Regions from separate parts of the Mus musculus genome. Here all the other regions are linked to region 1. Evidence: chromatin contacts called from public promoter capture Hi-C data. All regions are on one chromosome and are shown on one strand. The core of a region is the stretch at or near the end of the contact, and the rest is flanking DNA. Distances in the headings are between cores, read along the strand shown.

Region 1 (4,548 bases), core at 1,441-3,940:
GTTGGGTTTCTGAACTCAGTCATCATGATTGTATGGCAAACACTTTACCTACTGAACGATCTCCCCAACTCCTCGACTGGAACTCTTTTGGAGACAATGTTCAGACTTCTAAGTTTGGTTTGCAGAAGTTTGAGTATTGTTTTTTCATGCTTGCCCTACTTGGAATTTCCAGGATTTCTCAAATATCATTAGAAGTCTTTTATTATTTTTGTTAGCTCTTCAAATAACATGTCTGTCTTTTTGTTCTGATTGAACGGCATCCAACTTTTCATTTTTTCCTGCTGTGATTCAAATATGCTAGTGTTTTCATTCTTTTGAGGGCCCAGCTTTCTTTAAATTCCAGGCTTCTTGAATATGCTAAAACCATACTTCTCCGATGGGTTCAAAGGGTGTAATTTTACTATTTACCTGGAATTTCACTTTATGTTGGAAACCGTGTGTGTGTGTGTGTGTGTGTGTGTGTGTGTGTGTATAATCTAGAGAATTTTAAAAATGGAGTATGTTCCATTATCAAAACCAGGAGTTTATAATAATATTTTAAAATGTATCAAATGTTGCCAGGTACAGTCACTTCACATATTTCTACATACAACTCTTTCTCAACAGCTGAAAAGCCCACTCATTTTCTCATCTCTCTCTCTCTCTCTCTCTCTCTCTCTCTCTCTCTCTCTCTCTCTCTCTCTGTGTGTGTGTGTGTGTGTGTGTTTACATAAATGTCTAGGATTCATAAAAACATGTCTTGGGCTTATATGGCAGGGAAAACAAACTCACTATCTAGCTCAGTTTTTCTTGATACTTTCTAAGGCAAAAATTACATGCCTTGAAATTCTTGAATCATAAGTGTTTAATTGAATGACCTTTTAATTTTTGTATGTTTCTAATAGCATACTAAATTTAACCTCCTTGGAAGAAAGTCTAGGATAATCTCCATTTGTACCTTTGACATCCAGTTAATAGACAATAATTACAATTATTTCTCTATAGAATATATTAACTAAAATACAATTCATTAGAGAAAGGGACTCTATCTTTTCAACTTTGAGGTTCCCTTTTGAACCAATATCTAGAACAGTGGTTCTCAAGTTTTCTAATGCTTTGACCATTTAATACAGTTCCTCGTGTTGGGGTGACCCCAACATGAAGTTGTTTTGTTGTTACTTCATAATTTCAATTTTGCTATTATTACAAATCATAATCTAAATATCTGATACACAGAATATCTGATATGTGTTCCCCCCCCCACCCCAAAGTGATTTTGACTCACAGGTTGAGAACCGCTGACCTAGAATGTACTGAAGTATCAGTAAATGTATGTCATAAAAATTCCATCAGAACAAATAGCTTGTAGCTTTTAAATAAGGGAGTGTGTCAGGTTTAAAGATCTGCTCATTACGTCTGCCAACTAAGGGAGTTATGACATGAATTGTCAAGACATGAAAAGAAACAGAAGGCAGAAATTGGAATGCTAATAAATCATTATGTTCCTGTGACTGTTTACAGAGACGTGGGCTTCTTTTATCACTGCGGAACTGGGTGGAGGACAGAGAGAGTTACTAAATCATTTTCACTTTATATATTAAGGCCTTCAGTTCTAAAGCTATTTAAAAGGAAATATAGGCTGCCTGTCCAGATGTTATTAGGCAGAAACGTTTCTGAAGTTCACGGTTGATATCCTGACAGCTGCGATTTACTATTTTCAGTTGTCTAAATGTGCAGGTAGTCAAGCTTGTTGCCAGATCCATTTCTTTGGAGCCATTGACTCTCTTGGAAAAGGGAGGGGCTGCATGTACTGACATTTGATTCTGCAGTCGCTTTGAAGTCATGTCTAGAGCTGTTTGGCTTGTCTTTAAATAAAAACAGTAGCAGCAGAAACCATATATATCCTTGGACCTATAATTCACCAAGTGCGAGCTGGCAATTACTGGTAACATACAGTACATCGTTAGACTCTGAGTCAGAGAAGGCTGAAATTCACCTACTTTTATGCAACCAGTGCTTATGACATGGAATATGCTCAGAAGTGAGTGATTAATAAATAAATTAATAAATATTTTGGGGGTAGAGAAAATTATTTTATGTAGTATAAATACCAGGTGCCTACTACATTTAGTTAGTGAGAAAAATTAATAAAGTACTAACTTCTTGGTAAATAAAATGTTACTTCGAGTTAGTTTCCAGTAATTAAGAAGTCGCTTTTATCAGGTCAGCCCATTGCCAGATGGTGACTATAATCTCAACACAAAATAGAAGTTACAAGAATCTGAAGACACCAACAGGTTTGAAAGAAGCTGGAAATACATTTATACTTGAAAGAAGGAAATGGTGCAGGATGATTCCTTTTTTGACACAAATATTTGTCTGCGGGTGGGCCTTAGTCACAGTGGGTAAAATTCTAAAAGAAATCCAGTCTTACTGACTTGGCTATGGAACAGGATTTGGGAAACCATGGTAACTGGAGAAGGAGAAGAGAAAGTCTGGGCAGGAAGAAGCCCTGGCCACCACATGGGCAGGGTGTCCTGTAGATTAGCCTGGCCCAGACTGGGTTCATTCTGTTACTATCTGTGCATAGAGAGGACGTCGGACAGGCCAGCTAAGTCTGCAAGAACTAAACAGAGTTTCAAGCTGTCCCATTTCAGGAAAAACATAGCCGGTGATCAAATGAAAGTGAAACTAATTGCTTGCCTTACGTCAAAAACAGGGCTGGGGATTTAGCCCAGTTAGTAGAGTGATGGCCTAGTGTGTGTGAAGGCCTGGGTTCATGCCATACCACATAAATGTCGATGGTATACCATACAGGCCTGTAGTCCCAGCAATCAATAGGTAGAGGCAGAAAAACTGGAAGTTCAGGATCCCTCCTTAGCTATATAGTGAGTTTGAGCTCACCTGTGATACACAAAACCCTGCTTCAAAGAGTAAAAACAAAAAATCAACACACACAGATTGACTGAACAGAAACCAGTCCTAAAAATCAGTCACACTATGCGCCAACTGATCCAAATGATAATTCACACTACAGTCCAAAGGACTCCGCATTTCTAGACTTAGAGAGACACAGGAAAATGTCACTAAACACAATTTGTCTTAAAAGGCAAGTGTGATAGGATGAAGACACAGACACAGGAATTAACATTTAAGGATATAAAGTGCTATTATAACCAGTGTGCGGACTCAAAGGAACACTTACAATGAATGAACAAATAGAAACATCTTAACAGTGGAATCAAAACCACAAAAGAAAATTGTCAGCATTTGTGGGGACGTTGTCAGGAAGCCCAGCATCACCCGCAGCAGATCAAGGAGTTACCCTAACATGTTTTGGGACCTCTACTTGTGCTAAACCAAGATTCATCACTTCAATGAAGAAAACAACTTCAGAGGACAGGCCAGTTTATGGTGCTGAGTTGGAATTTAGTAAAGATATCTTAATATACATGTGATATACATTTAAGCACTGATCTTTAGAGAGAGAGAGAGAGAGAGAGAGAGCAGAAGGGTGGTCTGGTGCCACAGGCTTTTAATCCCAGCACTCAGGAGGCAGAGGCAGGCAGATCTCTGAGAGTTTGAGGTACCCTGGTGTGCACAGTGATCCAGCCAAAGCTACCTACAGAACCCCTGTCTCAAACTCCCTTCCCCAAATAAAAAACTGAAAGGACAACATAAACTCCATTTGTTTCCCTTTAAGGACCAGGCCTGAATTTGAAAAGAAGACCATAAGGCGCCAGCTCCAGGAACAGATCATAAGTCCCAGGAACTAGGCCATAAGGGAACAGACCATAAAATCCAGGAACAAGGTCATAAAACCCCCTCCCAAGGAAGAGCTTGCTGCTAACCACACGAATGGGAGAATATCTTATCTCAGAATCTGTGCTGGGCAGCCCTATCTCACCCCATGGTTAAATATTCACGACATAGGAATGCAGACCACTGACTATCTGTGACCCCCTAGCACCCACTAATGAAAGTTTAGATTACCTAATCCTTCTAGAAAATTTCCCTAATTCCCTTTAAGAAGGCCTGCTTGCCTTTGTCTGGGCTCGCCATTTCCAAGAACAGTTGACCCCTGCATGCTGGTTTCTGCAGAATAAATGTTCTCTGTTTTTGCATACTATCTGAGTCTGGGGACTTCCTTCAGCGACTTTCAGACCCTTCCAAAAGAAGAAACAGAGAGGCACTCAGAAAGAAAGACAAGACACCCCTGAGCACATGGGCCTGTGATTCTCTGAGACAAAGCTGATGCTTGTTGCTTTTGCTTTATGATAGTCAAAGTATTTGGGTGGGATGGGAAGCTACCATCTCCAAAAGTTTGCTAAGAAGCCTGAATGGGCACAGAGAGGCCTGAACTGATGAGGTAAAAGATGCTTGCCTTACTCACCAGAGAGAGACAGAGAGAGAGAGAGAGAGAGAGAGAGAGAGAGAGAGAGAGAGAGAGAGAGAGAGAGATTGATTCAGGCCTTAAACCTGGGCTCTTGGTACTTCAACACAAGGCATTTGTGTTGTCTCCATGATGGCAGCCTTTACAACAAATGGTAATTGTGCTGGAATTACAAC
Region 2 (4,548 bases), core at 1,202-3,701, 400 kb before region 1:
GCATATACATACGCATAGATACACATATACACACAAACACACATACACACATGTATATACATACGCATAGATACACATATACACACATGCATATACATACATACACATACATATACATACACAGACACACATACACACATGCATATACATATATACACATATACATACACATAGATATACATATATACACACACACATGCATATACATACATACACACTTATACACATACACACATACAATCCTGAAATTTAAGACAATAACAACATGGGATGAGACAGAACTAGAGAGATGGCTCAATGGTTAAGAGCTCTTCTAGAGGACTTGGCTTCAATTCCCAGCACCCACAAGGAGGGCCACAACCCATCTGTACCTCTAGCTTCAGACTCTGATTCCTTCTTCTGGACTCCTTGGGCACTGCACACATATGGTGTGCAGACATACAGTCAAGCAAAACACCCATACATAAAAATATCTATGTAATTAAGGGTCCATCTACAAAATAACTTCGTGTTTGGATAAGTACATTAAATTTGGTAAGTTACAGCATATGGAACATATTTCATTTATAGCTTAGCTTGCCTAAGCATGCTAATTGGTTTCCAGTCTCTGTTTTCTTAGTAATAGCTTAGCATAGAACCGAAGGGCTGTGTTTAAGATTGCAATCCCCCAACCTATCAAAGTCATGGATGTAGCTCTCAAAAAGAGTGATGGTCTTGTTGGCTGTGAGTTTCGAGGGCCCAAGATGTGTGCTGGTTGCGGCTTGACTCATGATCTTTTCCATTTCCTTTTTCACCAGGCGTGCAACAGCCTGGGAGGAAGATGGAGATGGAGTCTGGGGTGCCTTGGCCCAAGAGCTGTCCTTCGGAGCTCTGCTCAGCAGCAAACAGCCCTTAGCAGCTGCTGAGCTACGGTGGGATAGGGCAGGATAGGGCGGGTTCGGAGCTTGTTCTGTTCTATCCAACTGTTCATAAAAACTAACCTTCCTATTCAAACTTCGGTCCAGTAATAGAAAGATTCAAGATGTTCATCAATTCCAAGTGGCTTACTTCTCGTACAGATCTATTTTATTTGAAGAATGCTTTCAAGTTTTGTAGAAACCAGAAATTCAGCAGCTCCGGCGTAGGGATTATTTCATAAACCCCCTTAAAGGAAAAGTAATCTGAAGAGAGAGTAGATGAAAACCACTGGGCATGAAATTATAAGGCGGGAGGCTATTTTTTGCTCTTCAGATTCCTCCATTTCTCCAGGCCCTCTACCCCAAAGCACAATGTCAACTGTGGAGGAATATTCCTCGTGAGATCACTACTAAGTCTGTGAGGGCTGCATGTACACTGGGGCATTTGAATTCATATAATATTAAATTACTTTTTAAGTAATTTAAGTGCACTTACAAAGTCAGAAAGGTGTGTGTTTGGATCAGTAGAGACCATTCACTGAGCAATATGTTTTCGTTATAACACAGTGAGCTATGTTATAGTTAGCATATTAGTTTGTAGTTTTTTTCCCTAATGCAAATATATGTAACCTTAATTGAATTGTTGATGGATTTTTTAATAACATTTAACAAAATATGCTTTAGTGCATTGCCAAGGTTTTACTTATAAGAACACACTTCACAATTGGAAATAAAATCTTTCAAAGGGGATCAGTTAGTGTGGTTAATTGATCTCACTTCAGTTAGACAAACCCAGTTCAAGGCTCACCTCTTCTGATGACACAATATTTTGTGGGTTTCACTGCTGTTCCTGATGGACGTCTATGAGCACATGCGACTTCCTATAACTAGGGAGCACACATTTGAGCACTGTTTTCTAGAAAAAGCCTTGAGTTTAGCATATGAAGAAGCCAGAATATGTAGTAAGATGTGACTGTAGATTCTAATAACTTATCTGAGGAGGACAAAAGAGCATCCAGATGACCCTGCGTGTGCCACACATTGTCAGGAATAACTGGCCCTTGGCGAAGTCACAAGAAAAGGGTGGTCATTTTTACTGGGTGGAAAAATCAGGAATGGTTTTCTAGAGGAGAGGTACTATTTGAAATAGATCTTTCAGGATAAGGACAGTTTTCTTAGGATGCAGAAGAGAGAGAAATGTGGCTATAAGAACCACAGCAGAAAACCAAAAAATCCCAAAGAACAAGAATTTGCTCAAGACCATAAAACTGCAAGAGTATTCTAGGGAAGGGAGGTTTGTCTGGGCCCACACTAGCCTGCCTTCACTCATGTGACTGGGAGGGCTGACTCTGTAGGTGAGAACATCTGGTAGGGAATGATGAAGTGAACTCAGTGGCTTGGGAAGTTGTGAATTTTTGCAATGGAATCCAGTATATTAGGAGAGGCTATTGGCAGGATGAAGGCTTTGACTGCGAAGCACTTCCCGAGTATGTTAGCTGTGTTAGCATTGCTTTGAGCCAAGTGCATGACAGAAACAGGAAGGTTGGCTTCAGCTATTGTTTTCTGGGAGTCAGTCCAGCCTGGTGGGAAGAGCATGGGAGAGTTCAGTGGCAGGTCTACCCTTCGTATCACATACAAGGAAGTAATAAACATCTAGACCACGAGCCAGGCTCAGTCCTTCAAAGGCCCAGGCCCAGTGGCTTACGTCTATCAGATAGCTTCCATCTCCTAAGGGTACCACAATGCCCTAAGACAGTGTTTCTCAACCTTTCTAGTGCTGTGACCCTTTACAGTTCCTCATATTGTGGTGGCCTCAACCATGAAATCATCTCATTGCTACTCTATCATTGTAATTTTGATAATTTATGAATCATAATACAAATGCCTGTATTTTCCAATGGTCTTAGGCCATCCCTGTGAAAAGGGCTCAGCTCCCAAGGGATCATGATCCACAGATTGAAAGCCACTGCCCTAAAATAGTGCCACCAGACAGAAGACAGGTGTTCAAAATGCGAGTGTGCGGGAACTTTTGAGACTTAAGCCCACCAGAGGAATGGAAGAGCAACCATGGTAGGCAAGGGAATTAAAGAGCTGATTTAGACGCTACTTAGATGAAAGATGGCTAATTAAACCGTGAGCTTGAGCACTGGGGACGCGTCTTTGAAAAAAACCACCGAGACTTCTCTGAGCTTGGTTGAAGATGCAGTGTCGATGTTGTCCCCCGGCAAGGGAATGCCATTCTGAAGAGATCAATTGAATTAAACACTTATACCAATAAACAGGAAAAACAGCTTGTCAGGTGCAGCGTCTGACCTTTGATCTCCGGCAGCAGCTTTTCTAAGTATCAGCTCTGTCCTGGCAACTCTGCTCACTGGCTGGCATGTAGCATGGTGCCTCCTGGCTTTTGAGCATCTAAATGTAAGCCCAGCAGTTCAGCATGGAGGACCCTATCCTCTCGGAGACCTCCCCCACTCCCAGCTCCTGCACCATCCCCTTTCTGTGGCTAGGAAAGAATAAAGACAGTCCTTCCCGGGGCTCAGGGCTCTTGGCAAATTTTCTGTGCATAAGGTTGGAGACAATAAGTGACCAGAGTGTTTTACAGGGAAGTATGTTTTGAGTTTATTTTCTGGGGTGACAGGAGCCAAAGCTGCCTCGGACCTCTCTTCAAACTTTGTTTCTGCCTCTCTAACTCACCTGGTCCTTACCTTTACCTTACCGTGAACAGTGATACAGGATTGCCAGCAGAGTCCTGATGTAAGGCAGGTGAGGCTAAATCCTGACACCGGCTGATGTCATAAAGGCACATATTCATCTGGATAATTTTGTCTCTACTACAGTGCATAACATTATATACAGCATTGATTTGATTTTATTTGATAAAAACCTTTTATTAAATATGACATTTTAGAAGTTAATCTAAAAATCTGTAAGTAAACTACGTTTGAAAAATAAAGGCTTCGGTATGACTTGGATGTAATGTCTCCCATAGGCTAATGTGTTTAAATAGTTGATGCTCAGCTTGAGACATGATTGGAGGAGGTTGTGGACTCTTTAAGAATTTGTGCCTTGTTGGAAAATGACTTATACTGCTCCACTCCATGACCAAGTCACATTTACTAAAGGCCAAGGGATATTTAGGTGACTATAGTCTGTAAGAGTGAATGTTTTCTTACCTGTCTCAGAAAGGAGCTCAAATATGTGACAGTCATGTGACTTGGAAGAAGGCCTTCAACAATAAAAATATATGCTGAAGCTTCTCTTCAAATGGAGTGTTAAAGAGACGTTAGATGTTTATTACAAAACACTTTAATTTGCAGTAGGTAACTTATCACAGAAACATAGGGTATATTATGTATTTTTGGAGACAGCCAAATTTTCTAGGAACCAACCTCCTGTATCCTAAAGTGGCTTTAACTCGGAGACATCTTCCTGCCTCAGCTTTCTTTGTGCTGGGATTGCAGGGATGGGTCACCCCTCCTTGCCTTTTAGTTTTAAAAACAAAGTTTGAATGAGATTTATCCCAACCACATCTTAAAAATCATGAAGTGAAAAAAGGCTCTTCAAAATGTTCACCCTCTCCCTAAACTCTAGTCCCCACTCATTCCAAGTTCCTTCTGCCCTTCCCTGACCCTGCCTTCCTAACTCCCTTGCC
Region 3 (4,548 bases), core at 1,129-3,628, 390 kb before region 1:
TAAGATACTGAGACTGTTTATACAGCTTCTCTCTCCACAGATTCCACCCACCAGCACTTCATTTCAGTCACTATGGCAATAGCTAATGGCTACTATTAACATGGCGAACATTAGCTAGTGCACAAGTTAGGTCACAGTGAGAAACCTGCATTTTAAGACAAGCATGTACCGCCTTTTAAAACTCATGGACAGTGGGAAAGTCCGACATGGTGCATCATTACTACCCATTTATAACCTTTATGGATGGGTGGCTTCATCCTAATTTTTCCTTAAAAATGACTGGTTTTGTCTCTTCTTTATTTTTTGCTAGAGCAAGTTGAATACTTTCAGATTTCTCCTGGTATTGGGCAAAGTGGCCATTGCCTCTGCCTTTGGTTTGATGCTGTGCAGGCTGAGAAGCAGCTAAAGGGTGAAGGCTTGTAGGCAGCTGGAGCCGACTAGCGTCAAGCCAGCCTTGCCAGCACATTCCAAAGACTGGGTAGGACTCTGCACGGGAGCATCTGCATCTCTGTACATGAACTTGTACACTAACTGCATGTGAAACTTGACCTTTACAATACAGAGTACTCTTCTAAGCCTTAGATTCATACTGTATATAAAGGAAGAAAAGTATAAGACATGACCTTCCAAAGCCCTTTCAAGCCAAGTCACGATTCTAATTTTAATTTGGCTAAGGAACACAGAAATAGGCCCAAACTCAAGTTGAACAAGGGCTTCTGACACTTTGGATAGGCAGAGCATCAGTGCGAGAACAACGTTCTCAGGTTCTGGCAGGGTAGAGAAGCAGTAACTGCAACCTTGCACAGCTCTGGAAGGTCCACCTAACCAGTTCTCAAACTCAGATGCGTGCTGAGTGAAGCAAGCCAGAGTGCAGGCCACAGCCACTTACCTCCACCAGCATATACGCAGAAAGAAGTGTGATTGCGAGGTTATACAAGGTGAGGATGCCCCTGAGAGACAGAGCAGGCCTGTTCTTCATGTACTTGTTACCCAGCCATATCGAGAGCAGGTACGTGATGGTGAGGATGAAGGTGGGAAGGTAAGAGTCCAGCAGGAACCACCCGCGAACTCGAGAATCTGTAAAGAAATGCTTACGGTGAGGAGCCCAAGGAGGGATGTCCCTGTAATTAGCAACTCTAACACACATACTCATCTGTGCAACGGGCGTCCCCATCGATGGTGCACGCCCCACGGTCTCCGTGAACACAAGCCCCGTCCTCACCGAGTACTCGGTGTTTGAGATGAACTCACATAAACAGGTCAAGTTGCTTTTCCCTGAACAAATTCTCAGACACCCTGGTTCTTTCTCAGCAACCTCAGCATTGGAAGTTTTCTTATTCAGTTGGGAACTTCCATCTTTTCACTTAAAGAATGCCGTATATGGATTTCTCTGTGGGAACCATGGCTAGCATCTCTAAAGCAGGTGTTACTTTGATACAAGCCCTGTGCTACTGCAGTCTTGACATGGACACACTGGACAAAGGGATAATTTCAGGTTCCACAAAGGATGTGCTACTTAAAACAGAAGGTAGTTTTAAACACACAAATTGTTACTTCTGAAATTTTCCATTAAAATTTTTTTTGGGGAGTATAGTAGATTGTGGGTAACAGAAACTACAGAACAAACTTCAGATAAGGGCACCACACACACACACAAAGGGGGAGGGAGAACAAAAGGATTCTGAGTTAAGCAAGCTGGAGTTCAGCCGGCTGCACAGTTAAGTTTTCATGGGGCTTAAGAGATGATTCAGTGGTTATCCAACTTCATGTGAATGGACACCACAGGCATCTGACCTTTACTGTACATATTCATATACTCACAATTAAAAGCAGAAAAAATAAAATCAAAAGTTTTCATGGGCAGAGAGTGCTATATACATCTTTAATCCCAGCATTTGGGAGGTAGGGGCAGGCAGATCTTTTTTTTCTAGACTAGCCTTGTATATATAATAAAGACCCTGTCTCAAAACCAAGAACAAAAGAAAACCTGATACTTAAGGGCTGGATAGACGGCTCAGAGGTTAAGAGCACTTGTTCTTGCAGAGTACTCTGGTTCAGTGCCCAGCACCCACAGGGCTACTCATGACCGTTGGTGACTCCAGGTCTAGAGGCTCCAATGTCTATTGTGATCTCTGCAGGCTCCTGTACATACACAGTGCACAGAAGCTCACACATGCACACACATATACAGATACACACAGAGAGAAATACACAGACAGACAGACAGACAGACACACACACATCTTTAAACTTACAAAGCTTCCATGGAACAGATAGCCCCAGCTGACCCCAAGGCTACATCAACTCCAGCTCCCACCAATCTATCAACAGCAAAGTTCAGTGTGAACTTAGTGCAGAAATCAATGTTTAACTCTGCTGAGAGAATTAAACAGAAAGCTGTGGTCCCCAAGAATGCACAGCTCCTGTGGCCTCCTGCCTAAGCAAGAGGTTATGCCCTCCACTCTGGGCCAGTTCCTCCCCCCATGTCACTAGAACTGCAAGCAGAGAGAGCAGAGGTTACAGACTGCTGGCCCACCACGAAGGACCCTCAAGGGGAAAGAATGAAACAACCCCTCAAACCGCACAATTTCTATAAAACCACCATTCGCTTAGAACAGGTTCCAGAGCCTCATCAGAAACTGGGAAATGGTTCAAATGAGCTCCAAGCTGTGAGAAGAAGGACAACCTCGGCCTCTCTCCCCATCTTCACAGTCTTGGGGACACACCTTGTTGAAACAAAGGATTTCCCACAGGCTTGTCAAACAACCCATGCCCAAATGAGGCAAAACATCTGTCTAGACATCACCCAGTCAGAAATACCAGTTCCTCTGTTCCCGAGCTGTTGGCATCCCCATGTCAACCAGGAAGCCTGCACAGGAGAGGGATGAAGAGACTAGAGTAATGAGGTGTAGCAGAGAGGAAGTCACCCAAGAAAGACAGCCTTCAGCTGGGGTCTGCAGCAGAAGGAGCTGACCAGAAGGGGAAAGAGGAAAACAGGAGGGAGAGATTCCAGGCCCAGGAAAGCAGCAAATAAAACATGTCTGCATATGTGAAGAGTGAAAGGATGTCTGGAGTGGCTGTGTCCACGAGAGCGAGGAAGATGGGCTGTGACTGGAGACTGGTGGGTGACACAGGCCACCAGGCTTCAGAGTTGGTACCCTGGAGGAAAACATGACATTTCGCCTGCCCCTCATCCCAGGAGACACAGTGATGCAGAAGGAACTGGGCTTCCTCTATTCTGGGAAAGGGCCACCTATTGGAAGGCAGCCTCCAGTTCATAAGGATAGATGCTGCCCTGTTCACAGAACCCCAGAGATAACACTGCTTTTCTACACGCAAATGACAGCTTCCAGCATGTTCCCAATTGGTTTACTCACCTCGTGGTCCAAACATGTTGTCCAAGAAAGCATTGACTTCATTATCAAAGGCCTTCAGCTGCTCCTGAAAGACAGGGAAAATTAAGCAGCCTTTAAAAAAAAAAACAAAAAACAAAACTCAACGTCACCAACCTGTCGCTCCTGAATATATGCTAGCTTCAGCTTCAGGGTCTGGGACTGCAGACTTGAGAGAGGACAGGAAGCACGCACAGCCTTGCCGTAACCAACTTGCAAAGACTGTGGAGGAAACAACCCTTTGTGTTTCCTCAGTAAGAAGAGTCCCAAAACAGGCGGAGGACTTAGACACATGGGGTCACTCACCTCAATTCCATTCGCTTCTCAAACGCTTACAGGCAAAGCTGTTTCATAAGCAGCTTTCATGGCTGCAGTGAAAGGTTCTGTAGGAATGGGGAGTCTGTGGCCTGGGACACAGGCGGTTTTCCCCAGGGACTCGGCAGTTCTAGGCTTTACAGAGCCAAACCTGCAGCTTTAAAGGACGTGGGCTTTTCCGGTCCAGAAAGAACCTGAGCATTAGAACTCTTTTTCTATCACCTTTATGTCTGCACAAAACACTAATTAACATGAAAGAATGTTACCTGGGGTGTTGGATTAATTCTTGTCTTTTAGATGCTGACTGGGACTAAACTGTTGCTAAGCCATTTTAAGGTGAATGCCTTGGTTACCACCACCTTGGCCTACCCCTTGGCCTTGCCATCTGCTCTTAATGGATGCTCAAGTCTCCCTCCCCTATCACAAAGCTCTGCTTCAAGCAATGGGAGATGAAGAGTGAGATCCAGGGTTCTGGGAAGGAATTTCAGGTGATGGCTTTGGTAGCAGTTGGGGGTGACAGCTTCAAGACTGTCATGTATGGAATGAGCTCCGGATTCAAAGGGGAGTCCTGACCCCCAAGCTCCTCAGACAAGCCAGGCTGAGAGAAGAGGGCTGGTGTGCTGGCATCTGAGGACAGGACCAGTGTATGTGTGACTGTGGACACCTAGCCCTATTTGCTTTTTTGATCCTAAAATTTCCAAAAAAAAAAAAAAAGGTCTTTAGGACCCTGAGGAAGCTTGGGATGGAGGCTGTGGGTAGACAGCACTCATGAGCAGCTGCTGCAGAGCCAGTGAGCTAGAATATCTTTTTATTTCATAATATCTCTGTAAAAAGTGTTTTG

Evidence for each region. Promoter capture Hi-C pulls out the DNA fragments that hold promoters and counts their contacts.
Region 2: a promoter capture Hi-C map of liver shows a contact between it and region 1, with 2.0 times the contacts expected there. The contact joins two enhancer-like sites. A contact is called at or near these places in 1 of 39 promoter capture datasets (liver) and 1 of 484 Hi-C or Micro-C datasets (liver).
Region 3: a promoter capture Hi-C map of liver shows a contact between it and region 1, with 1.6 times the contacts expected there. The contact joins two enhancer-like sites. A contact is called at or near these places in 1 of 39 promoter capture datasets (liver) and 1 of 484 Hi-C or Micro-C datasets (liver).

The regions. Positions count from the first base shown.
Region 1 is chr13:41,581,246-41,585,793 of GRCm38.p6, forward strand. All of the region lies in intron 1 of Gm32184 (a long non-coding RNA gene), which reads right to left. Among named protein-coding and RNA genes, the nearest start is that of Tmem170b, 22 kb to the right of the region's middle. Within about 2 kb of position 2,691, at least 99 of the 459 cell types and tissues checked have an H3K27ac peak or open chromatin away from gene starts, as enhancers often do. A contact at or near this core is called in liver, where this site is marked.
Region 2 is chr13:41,177,385-41,181,932 of GRCm38.p6, forward strand. No RefSeq gene overlaps it. Among named protein-coding and RNA genes, the nearest start is that of Elovl2, 41 kb to the right of the region's middle. Within about 2 kb of position 2,452, at least 1 of the 459 cell types and tissues checked has an H3K27ac peak or open chromatin away from gene starts, as enhancers often do. A contact at or near this core is called in liver, where this site is marked.
Region 3 is chr13:41,193,758-41,198,305 of GRCm38.p6, forward strand. It overlaps Elovl2 (elongation of very long chain fatty acids (FEN1/Elo2, SUR4/Elo3, yeast)-like 2), which reads right to left. Exons shown (of 8, transcript NM_019423.2): 2 at 3,378-3,441; 3 at 890-1,077. Among named protein-coding and RNA genes, the nearest start is that of Elovl2, 24 kb to the right of the region's middle. Within about 2 kb of position 2,379, at least 5 of the 459 cell types and tissues checked have an H3K27ac peak or open chromatin away from gene starts, as enhancers often do. A contact at or near this core is called in liver, where this site is marked.